3 separate regions of the Mus musculus genome follow, and regions 2 and 3 are each linked to region 1. A link is a contact called in public Hi-C and HiChIP or PLAC-seq data. All regions are on one chromosome and are shown on one strand. The core of a region is the stretch at or near the end of the contact, and the rest is flanking DNA. Distances in the headings are between cores, read along the strand shown. Region 1 overlaps Sfxn4 (sideroflexin 4). Region 2 holds the start of Zfp950 (zinc finger protein 950). Region 3 holds the start of Csf2ra (colony stimulating factor 2 receptor, alpha, low-affinity (granulocyte-macrophage)).

What was found. A called contact is a pair of places that touch in the nucleus more often than the background predicts. HiChIP or PLAC-seq counts read pairs in DNA pulled down with a chosen protein or histone mark.
Region 2: a contact with region 1 is called in an H3K4me3 HiChIP or PLAC-seq map of pro-B cells, with 5 times the contacts expected there. The contact joins the promoter of Zfp950 here to the enhancer-like site in region 1. A contact is called at or near these places in 1 of 39 promoter capture datasets (neutrophils), 1 of 15 datasets of contacts at CTCF or cohesin (pro-B cells), 1 of 484 Hi-C or Micro-C datasets (bone marrow-derived macrophages), 13 of 115 datasets of contacts at active chromatin or transcription factors (the 230-238 cell line, bone marrow-derived macrophages, cardiomyocytes and 4 more) and 3 of 9 other capture datasets (adipose tissue, liver and macrophages).
Region 3: a contact with region 1 is called in a Hi-C map of Sertoli cells, with 2.5 times the contacts expected there. The contact joins the promoter of Csf2ra here to the enhancer-like site in region 1. A contact is called at or near these places in 4 of 484 Hi-C or Micro-C datasets (the G1E-ER4 cell line, Sertoli cells, cortical neurons and 1 more), 5 of 115 datasets of contacts at active chromatin or transcription factors (acute myeloid leukemia, astrocytes, embryonic stem cells and 2 more) and 2 of 9 other capture datasets (adipose tissue and pancreatic islet).

Annotation. Positions count from the first base shown.
Region 1 is chr19:60,835,724-60,839,401 of GRCm38.p6, forward strand. It overlaps Sfxn4 (sideroflexin 4), which reads right to left. Exons shown (of 14, transcript NM_053198.4): 14 at 1,554-3,327. The coding sequence ends at 3,250. It overlaps Dennd10 (DENN domain containing 10), which reads left to right. Exons shown (of 9, transcript NM_026437.4): 9 at 1-512. Among named protein-coding and RNA genes, the nearest start is that of Sfxn4, 24 kb to the right of the region's middle. Within about 2 kb of position 2,263, at least 16 of the 459 cell types and tissues checked have an H3K27ac peak or open chromatin away from gene starts, as enhancers often do. A contact at or near this core is called in Sertoli cells and pro-B cells, where this site is marked.
Region 2 is chr19:61,138,957-61,142,303 of GRCm38.p6, forward strand. It overlaps Zfp950 (zinc finger protein 950), which reads right to left and starts at 1,884. Exons shown (of 3, transcript NM_001001737.2): 1 at 1,749-1,884. The coding sequence starts at 1,751.
Region 3 is chr19:61,226,897-61,230,362 of GRCm38.p6, forward strand. Csf2ra (colony stimulating factor 2 receptor, alpha, low-affinity (granulocyte-macrophage)) reads right to left here and starts at 1,522. Exons shown (of 12, transcript NM_009970.2): 1 at 1,443-1,522; 2 at 376-469; 3 at 134-288; 4 at 1-30. The coding sequence starts at 469.

The sequences.
Region 1 (3,678 bases), core at 1,013-3,512:
GTTGGAGCTAGAACCTGGGGCCTTGCATATGCAAGGCATTGCTTTCCCACTAAACTAAACCCCCAGCCCATAATGCTTTCATATATTGGTAAAGGAACATGAGAATCAAATTGCCAAGGCCAAAACTAGACAGTGTCTTCCAGTGACTGCAGTAAAGGAATTTGGCCACATCATCAGGACACTGTTATTAGCCTCTCTTAATTTGAGATCTTAAAATTACCAAATAAGCACAAATGTCTCAATTATGCATTCCTTATGTCTACTCACATTAACTATGAAAGGCCACCTTTCTTCAGTATAGTTGCAGAGCATTCAAACCTTACCAGGAAACATATTTGCAAAAATGTTATCTAAGTTGGGTATTTTTTTTTTAAATCTTATTGTTAGACATTTAAGTAAAAATAAAAAAATAGCCTTTCCCTCTTGTCCTTGGGTAAAAACAGGGAGGACTTGACATACTTTGTTTACTGGAGCTAACAACTAATGATTAAATTTGCACTTTATAAAAAGAACTACTTGATGTCTTTTCATTTTCTCCCTTATCTCGAAGTATTGTTAACATTACAAACTTATGATCAATAGAAACATTTTGATAAAGCTTTAAGTAGTAAGTAGTAAGGCAGTCTTCCACGTGGAGACTTTGCTCATCTTATGGTTTCTTGATTTATGTGTATGAGTATTTTGCCTCCATGTATGTACATGCATCACTGTATATCTAGTGCTCATGGCAGTCAGAAGGCACTAGCTTTCTTGGGGCTGGAGTTACAGATGGTTATGAACCAATATGTGGGTGCCAGGAACTAAACCCGAGTTCTCTGCAAGAATAAGTGTTCTTAACTCCTGAGTCATCTCTTTATCTCCTACCTTTTATTTTTTTATTTTCATTATTATTTTTATTTTTTTATGTATGTGAGTACTGTCTTTAGACACACCAGAATAGGGCATCAAATCCCATTACAGATGGTTGTGAGCCATCATGTGGTCATGAACTCAGGACCTCTGGAAAAGCAGACAGTGTTCTAACCATCTCTCCAGCCCCTACCTTTTATTTTTATTTTTTTCACCTTTTATTTTTTGAGACAGGATCTCACTATGTAGTTCTGTCTGGTCTGGAACTTGCTACATAGACCAAGCTGGCCTCAAACTCTTAGAAATCTGCCCATTTCCTGGGTGCTGGGATTGTAGATATGGCCACCATACATTCCTTATTCTCCTGATCTTGTCCACACACACATTTTCTAAAACTTATTTGTATATATGTGTGCCTTTGTATATGCCACATGTTTGGGTACTGCATCCTCCTGGAGCTGGAGACACAGGAGTTGACATCTGGCTACATGGGTGCTGGGAAATGAGTCCACAACCTCTGCAAGAGCAGCAAGCACACTCAAACGCTGAGCCATTTTTCTAGCCCATGATTCTCTACCTTTAATTCTGTGTAGTGTCCACCTATGGCTGCACTGAGCTACTTGGTAGGTCATTGTTTCTAATTTTGACTCTTTGGACTGCTGTGATACTTTTTTAAAACCAAATTTTGAAGCAACTGTCCTGTAGACACCTTTGGTGAGTTTAATGTGAAAATATCACAATAACCAAACAATATGCATCTTCTCTAAAGACAGTCTGCTACGAAATAGGACCAGGCAACAGGTCTTGAGGTAGTGTGGCCGGGAGCAGGTCTGATAAGAGAAATGGGGTGCTATGGAAACCAGTGGAAGGGGTACCTCACTCAATACTGTGAGCTCTCTAGGCCTCCAGAGAAGAAACGGTTGCAGTAAAAAAACAGAAAAGCCCACAAACTAATGTGAGGAACCAGATGTTAGGTTCTGTGGGACATAGAAGGGGATGACAAGAGATGAATAAGATAGAGGTTTTCTAAGGGTGTTAAGAATCAGAACTTTGGGGCTGGTGAGATGGCTCAGTGGGTAAGAGCACCCAACTGCTCTTCCAAAGGTCTGGAGTTCAAATCCCAGCAACCACATGGTGGCTCACAACCATCTGACTCCCTCTTCTGGAGTGTCTAAAGACAGCTACAGTGTACTTACATATAATAAATAAATAAATCTGAAAAAAAAAAGAAGCAGAACTTTGTCTCCAGACAGAAGCAGGAGGTTTCAGAGAGCAGCCAGAGCAAGGCAAAAAGCCACAAGACAATGCCAGCAGGGGGTGCTATTGCACTGAGCTGAAGCAGCACCTGAAGCCTTGGGTTCTTAACACATGAAATTATGCCTGTCTGGGATAAGAGGTTGAGTGACATAGCTGGGTAAATGATGTCACCATTACCCAAGGTTACTAGGGAGCTGAGATAAGGCATGGTTGACTCAACCATGAGTCCCGTGGGGGCATCCAAAGAGCCAAGTACACTGTAGCAACTGGTTGGGGTATGAGGGCCTGGCAGAATGGTAGTCCAGCCTTGGATGGGGCTTAGGTGAGAGCCATCTCAGCAGAATGTAGGCTGTGACCAACACAGAAAAACCCTGTCTTGAAGAAGGGACTGGGGAAGAAGGAGGAAGAATCGGAAGGAAGGAAGGAAGGAAGGAAGGAAGGAAGGAAGGAAGGAAGGAAGGAAGGAAGGAAGGAAGGAAGGAAGGAAGAAGAAATTTTGGCTAGGAAGTATGGTTTGTTTGTTTGTTTGTTTGTTTGTTAAGGCAGTTTCAATGCTCCTGGGAGTAGTCTATAGAGAGAAGTAAGCCAGAGATGCCCCAGTGACTACAGAGCAAGGCCCAGAGGAAGGGAGATGGGGATCCCTAAGAGAGTTGACTATATATAGACCTGGACTGGTATTGAGCAGGAAGCTGTTGTTGGCTAGGGGCCTCAGTTATTCTAGAAATAGAAGTATCAGGGTCCTTTCAACAGAAACCAGGGAAGTAGACAGAATGCTTGCAGTGTGGGATCAGATAAAATAAGTAGGGAAACAGGACTACTTAGGGACTAGAAGCCTTAATGAGCTCACCAGAGTTTTGTATCTATCTGGAGGCTATCAGTGTAGTGTTTGTACCCCAGATAAGGTATACCTTTTGATGATTTCTTTCAAGTATTCAACTCCAGACAGGTTTATTCACAGGGTCACATTATCCTTCCCCGGGCTGACTCTTACTTCATCTCAGCAGTCCCCTGGGTGCTGCTCTTCTTTTGGTTAGACTCAGGCACTGAAGCCAGCTTGCTGCACAAGTGTTGCTGGGAACCCTGAGGACCATGGCAGTGCTCTTTAAGGGGCCAAAGATTTCCAAACAGGAGATAAACTTGTTCCTATACCCCTCTGTAATAGAAGAGTTCCTTTTCTTCTGTAGAAGATTGAATCTTCTCTTCAAGCTGACTGCACTGGATCTGAAAGACAAGGTCACATTCTTCAAAATTCATGCTTAAATGCCTCAAGCCAAGTTTTAAAAAACTCTGAAAGCACCCATTTTTTTACACCTTTTCCAATGATATCTAATTGATTACAAGAAGTACCATTTCTTAGAACTTTTAAATTGAAATTTTCAAATACAAAGAGACTATAATAAGCTCTTGTATAATCATCACTCAGCAATAGCTATGAAGAATCTGCTGATCTGATTTTCTGGAGCAATTTCCACATCTGTAAGTGTAGTGGGGTTTCCCCCTTTTTGGTTTTTGGGACAGGATCTTGAACTTAGTCTATTCCTGCATCAACCTCTAAAATACTGTCAATACAAG
Region 2 (3,347 bases), core at 634-3,133, 300 kb after region 1:
AAGTTTAGTTAAGAAAAATGTCTTTAATGACAGGATGCATGCAGTGCTGGCTAATGTTCAAAGAGGAGGCAGCAGAGAAGAGATTTTACATTCCACATTTGCTGTCACCCTTAAGTGTCTTTTAGGTTCAGGCCTCAGGTTATGTTTTGAACAATTTAAATATGGACTGGAGTCTGCAAGTCTAGCCACTTAAATGGGAGATTTACACAGCAAAGATACTAACATAAATATTTAAGTATACCAGGATTTCTCTGTGTAGCCCTGGCTGTCCTGGAACTCACTCTGTAGACCAGGCTGGCCTCACACTCAGAAATTCGCCTGCCTCTGCCTCCCAAGTGCTGGGATTAAAGGTGTGCACCACCACTGACCGACCAGCAGATTATTCTTGAGTAACAAGGTTCTAAGTGGAAGATCCCTGAGGATGAAAAGGATAGGAAAAGTAGAAGGTAGAAAGTATAAAAGCTAGGTATGGGAGGTCTCACACAAACTATGTCTTATGCTAAGTAAGCTTCTTAAGAATAGCATCTTGTATACTACTAACAAGGGAAATGGAAAAAAATGGTAGACTTCTATGAAATCAGCAGCAACTATCATACAATGGGACAAACTCAGAAGGTGTCTAATAAACAGCGGTCCAAAGCAGGACACAGGGTATCTCAAGAACATTACTGACAGTGGATTTAGGACTGATAGCCACAGTCCCATGTGGTAGGAAGAGTTGGTTCAGGATGTGAAGCAACCCCTCCCAGAGCCCCAGACCACTAACAGTTCTCACAAGCATATCCCTTGCTTTAGAGGAGCTCTATTTTATTCTCAATTCATCAGGTCCTTAGGAAAAACTCTCCAGGTCCAGGCCTCAGTCTGCTACTGGCTCTGAAAAGCATGTTCCTGGGTTTCCTTCTCCATATCTGAGGGCCTCATGGAAAGCCTTGCTTGATTAAGCTAGCCCTTGACACAACAATGTTTTTTGTTTTCAAATGGTTGTCACCTGGTGTAGTCTTGCCTGTGTGGCAGAACTATGGTTTTCTCAAGAAGAAAACTGGGTCTTTATGGCACACCAGGCTTTAATGTTGGTTGTGACCATGTAATGCCTCCTTGAGCAGTTTGCTAAAGGCCTGCTCTTTTATATGAGGATGGGCTTAGTGGCTAGTTGTAAATAAGAGGTGTCTTCTTTGCTATGGTCTAGAGCCAAATTTCTGGATAATCTTCGTGAATAAACATGTGTATCCTAGTATCCTAATCTCTAACAGGTCTGGTTAGCACACTACTTATCTGTGGAGTGTTTATAGCAGTTCTCCCTGAAGTAAATTCTACTATCTCCTAAGCATTGGTAGATCCTTTACATCATCAATTCTACTCTTCTACATCTCAGCTTAATATTGGATTGCTACCCAATGCATGAGATGCCTTTTACAACCTCCACAAACTTAAGTCCAAATGGATCTTACATCTAAATATTAAATGTAGAAGACAAAAGGGAAACTAGGGCTCTCCGAGTTTGGCATCCTGCCAAGGATGTTTCTACACACAAGTCCCAACTCTAAAAGTTTTGCCCAGTCACAGCTCCCATAGTGAAGTTATTCAGTGGCTACCGCCGGATCCAGGGAATGACTATGACCACAAGGGACCTGACAGGTAGCCGCATCTGGCTGACACTTCCCACCTAGCCCCAGGGAAGACCCACCACAACAGCTCCCGAGGCTCAGCAGCCTGCTCTTCCCCATTGTGGGCAGTGACCCTGTGCTCACCATGTCGCGACTTCAGAGCGTCCCTCACAGTACCCAGTAGCAGAGTTCAGAGTACATCACACAGAAACCTTCAAGACTGCTCAGTCTCAGAGCGGAACTTGCTGCTCGACACCCGGATGAATCCTCCTCCTTTTCTGACTGGCAGGTCCATCTGAAGCCTCTGATTGGCCAGTGAGTCTTGTGTGACTTGAGCACCTCCCTTAGGGTAAGAGCGTGCTGACGTACACAACTTAGAAGTTCCCGGTTCAGGCTTCCAGTCCAGGGCAAAAGGTTTTCCAGATGTGCAGAGATGTACATTTCAGTAGCACTTGTGCCTGTCCTCCAATATCCTACCTGTCTGTCTTCCCACCCAGCCCCGCGGGAGGAACCACCACTCCAGTTTCCGCTGCTCAGCCACCTGCTCCTCCCTTTGTGGCAATAGATCCTGCACTCACTACCTTGCCACTTCAGCCCTTGCTTGAACTCCCCTCAGTACTCCGGAGGCACTTCCTTCTTCCTCCTGGAATAGCCTTTACATAGCCCATTACTCAACTTGCAGTAGAGTTTTCAATCTGGTCCTCAAGTGGAAGGATGCCCAGGGTATTAACAATTAAAGAGAGATTTTAGGAAATAAGATAATAAGATGTTTAGGTAAACTGCAGCAGCTATTTTTCACCTGGTAAGTATGAGACAACGCTGGGGGACAAAAGCAAGAAATAGATGACAAACACTATGGAGCACTATTGTTAGCCAGCACATCTTCCTCCTTGGGAAGGTGGAAAAAAACTGACTGATAGTTACCTGACCCTCGGGAAAGTCCCAGGTAGAGTTCAAATACCTGTCATGCTTGCTAGCCAATAGGTTTAAAGGTCAATATGCTTAGCCAATAAGGTTGAGGTATAATCTTGCTGGTGTAACCTGTGCTCCTAAAAAGTATAAAAACTGTAATGGCCATTTGGGGTCGCCTTCTTATTAACTCGTCTCAATGCTCTGGAAAATAAACCTCTTGCTTTTGCATGGGGTGGTTTGGGTGGGAAAGAAGTCCTCTTTGAAGATGAGCTCCACTTGTATAAGGTTGATAATAAAAACAAAATAAAAAAGCTCAACAAGAAGAAGAGAAAAACCCAGCATGTTGTTTTCTGACATTTCCTGTACTTCAATTCTCCTAGAAAGAGTGGGGCCAAAAACTTTCTGAATCACGTTGGGCTGTACTTAAGGACAATAACGCATTCACACACTTTTCTCCCATTTAATTTATCCTAGACATTGTATTCCAGCAAACCTTCAGAGGGCAGTGGGGAAATTCCTTTCACCCCTATCATATTCTACCCTGCCCTGCTGCACATCAGCTCAGTGGCTTACCAATGGCAAAGTTTTAGTGCAGTTTAAAAAAAAAAAAAAGTTCAGGGGTACAGTGTTTCTGAACAAAAAGAACTGCACTAAGTCCATTATAAGACACAAAATAGCTTTGAGAATAGGTTTGATAATTTTTTATAAAGAAAAAAATTTAAGATTTATTTATTTATTTATTTATTAATGCACATTTAGTACACTGTAGTTGTCTTCAGACACACCAGAAGAGGGCATTGGATCCCATTACAGATGGTTGTAATCCACCAT
Region 3 (3,466 bases), core at 272-2,771, 390 kb after region 1:
CCTCCTGAACCAGCAGCGGCAACCGAAGGGCTGCGGGGGGGACAGGGAGTGGGAGGGTGGGGGAGCGCATTGGGGTCACGACCGGAAGTGACATCATTGCGGGACAAGGCCCTCTCTCCCTACCCCCACGTACCGAGACTCGCCGGTGTATCCCCGCCTCCCGCGAGGTCACGGTGCATGACGTCACCGTGACGTTCCCCGCGGCGGTGTCGCAGGCCCAGGTCAGCGTCCGAGTCCAGGGGTCGAAGGTCAGGTTGAGGGCGGAGCCGGCGTCCGGTGTGGTCGGAGCTGGAAGGGGGAGGAGGGTGAGGTGGCTCTGTTGGACGCGGCCCCGCCCACCGTGACTTCCGACCCCGCCCACCTAGCGTCACTAACCCAGAAGGGCCTGAGTTCCCGGAAGCAGTAGCGTGGAGAAGAGCAGGGCGAGCTGAGCCAGGGGGGTGATGTTCATGGCATGTGATGACGTCATCTGTCAGTCAGATGAGTGGGCAGAGCCGAGGTGTTATCCTGTCTGGCGCACTAGGGTGGGCGGGGCATTCTCTGGCCCCGTCCCACCCACTCACTACAGCATGATTTGTGGTGGGTACAGAGGCTGGGCTCTGCCATCTGAGCCATGCCCCTGTCTCAGCTCCTCTCTTGGTGACGTTATCCTATTGATTCCCCGTGAATCTTTGCTTATATGTGGACCCGCTTTGTCCGCGCGGTGGGGAGGCGGTCGAGGGGATCGGGGGTCGCCCTGCCTGCCTGTGGCCTGACTGTGTGTAGGTCAGACCCTTTCCCCCTCACGCTCCACCGCCGCCTGGACCCGCCTTTCCCCAACCCCGCCGTGCTCCAAGCTCAGCTGCAGCCACTTCCTTTTCTCCAGTCCCCACTTCCTGTCGGGCCAAGGACGCTCGCTCGCGGGGAGTGGGGAGGGCGGGGGCGGCGTCCGCGGGGTCTCCGCAGTCGGGCTTAGGGGCGATCCGCAACTCCCCGCTTCCCCCACCCCCCACCCCCGCCCCGGGCTTTGGAGGAAACGCACTTGAAGCCATCCCCCTGCCTCAACTCCACCATCTCCAGACCCCTGACTCCTGGAGGTGAACCACATCTCCTGACCCCAGTACTACACAGAGGTCAGAGGTTGCGGGGGATTGGCAGGCGGAGGCCACGCCCCCCAACTCCGGCTTCTAAGCCCCCCTTGGCCTCTGTTACCTCTGACCCCACCCCAAACCATCCCCAGGGCTCAGACCCACGGGTGGTGGGGACCTTGTACCCGAGACCCAGGGCACACACAGTAGGTCTGCATGTCCCACTGCCCCCCCCTTCCGGTCTCTCCGTCCCCTAGCCCCATCGTTTTCTAAACCCCAGGGTGTGCTGGGCACACAGTAGGGCCAGGTGGGAGGGGCTTCTGGGTGACGTCATGTCAGGCAGGGTGAGGTGGAAAGGGGTGGAGGGGCTCTGACCTGAGACAGGGGGCTTCCTGCGATGGATGGTGAGGCCTGGGCGCAGCGTCTGTGTCCGTCCGTCTGTCCGTCTGTCTCCCGCTTCCTCTTCCTCATCTGCAGGTTGGGAAACCTAGAGGGGAAGGAACAAGGCAGGCAGGGGTGGGTGGCTGGGTGGGGCCCGGTGACGTCACCGGGGGCGGGGTCCGAGTGTCCCGTGCAGGCAGCATGATGTCAAATGCGCACAGTAAGTATACGCGCCAGGCGGTTGGCCCGCTGTGTGACGCCATGCAACCTCGTGCAGTGGGGCAGCACACCGGGACGTGAGCCTACTGTGTGGCTGTTCGGGCGCGTCACACTGCCACGCACACAGCCTGGCTACACACGGTGTGACGTCAGTCACTGCATCTGACCCCTTGTGGACACAGTGTGACCACTCAGCACAGTGTGACATCACCGACAGTCTTACCCTGATGCACACAGTGTGACCACACATGTGAGCACGCGCTTACACAGTGGGAAGACTCTGACATGCAAAGTCTTGATCCTGTTGATCATATTGATAAGGGTTAGGTTCAACAGGTGATCCTTAGGTTCACATCTCCTTGCGTCATCGTTAATTTCCAAATTGGGGAAAACCAAATCTGGATGAAACGGACAATTTTCTACACAGCACAGGCACCACAGTTAAAATCACGGAAGCCACCTAACGGTCCCAGGACCCAGAACCCAGAGACAGCTGTGAAGTCTCCCACCCAAGACAGCCCAGGGTCAGGCGGGCCTGGTGGATGCTTCCACCCAGCTCATTCTGTGAAGCCACACACACACACACACTGCGCGGAGATGGACGTTTCTGTAAAATCAGGAACTCGTCACAATTTCTGTCCACAGAGGACTCATGAGAGATTTTCTGTCGTGTTTAATGTTCCAAACAGATTTTAAAAACTGGTAGAGTGTGTATTAATGTCTGCTTCCGAAGATGTCATGTACATTTAAGAGGCATTTAAACTATTATGAATTATTTTAATGACTTTAAAAATATCAATACTGAGTTGTATGTTTTAAGATAAATTTTATTAGTTTTAAAAACCTACATGGTATTGTGGGGAATTGCAGGCTGGTCTCCAGTCGATCTGAGGTCTGAACCCCGATAGTCATAATTCACCCTCATGACACGGTAGGCATTCCCTCATGCTCCTTACCACCTCCCACAGCCCCAAGAGAAGCATGGTCAATCTGACCTTCAGGCTAAACTCCTCCCCAGTTACCTAGCAACAGGGAAGACCATAAAAAGGGGTGCTTAGCCCCCACCTCGCTCTCTTACTCCTTTGTCCTCTCACCTCTCACTTCTCTCACTTCTCTCCTCTTCCCTTTCTCTTTGTCTTCTTCTTTCCTCTCCTCTCTCCTTCTTTCTCTTTCTCTCTAGCCTTTCCTCCCTCCCCCCTCTCCTCTCTCTTCTACCTTCTCTCTTTCCCCTGAATTTCTATAATAAAGCTCTTAAACCATAGAGTCTCTGCTCTGCTCCATCAAGGCCCACTGCACACTCTGGTTAGTGTTGGGAACTTCTTCCCCCATTCCCTCTCTCCCACAACCCTGGTGGCTTTAGCAAAGTAGCTCTGGGTGGGGGGTCCCGTGGCAGGGCTGCCCCTTGGCCACCCCCTGAAGAGTGGGATAGAGGAATGCCCACCCAGGGATGAGTAAATAGGGTAGGTAGCAGCCCTCCCACACCTGACTGACCAGAGAATAGGGAAACTCTGGCGGGGTGTGGGTATCTTTTTCCTATCCTACTTACCCCCACCCCCACCCCAGGCCTCCCCTTTATTTTGTCCCCAACATGGTATTGGTACAGAGGCAGACATGTTGATCAGTGGAATAGAATTGAAGAACCAGAAATAAAACCACACACTTATGGTCACTTCATCTTTGACAAAGACGCCCCCCCCAAAAAAAAACAATGGAAAAAAGAAAGCATCTTCACTAAATGGTGCTGGTCTAACTGTCTGTCTGTCTGTAGAAGAATGAAAATAGACCCATATTTATCACCT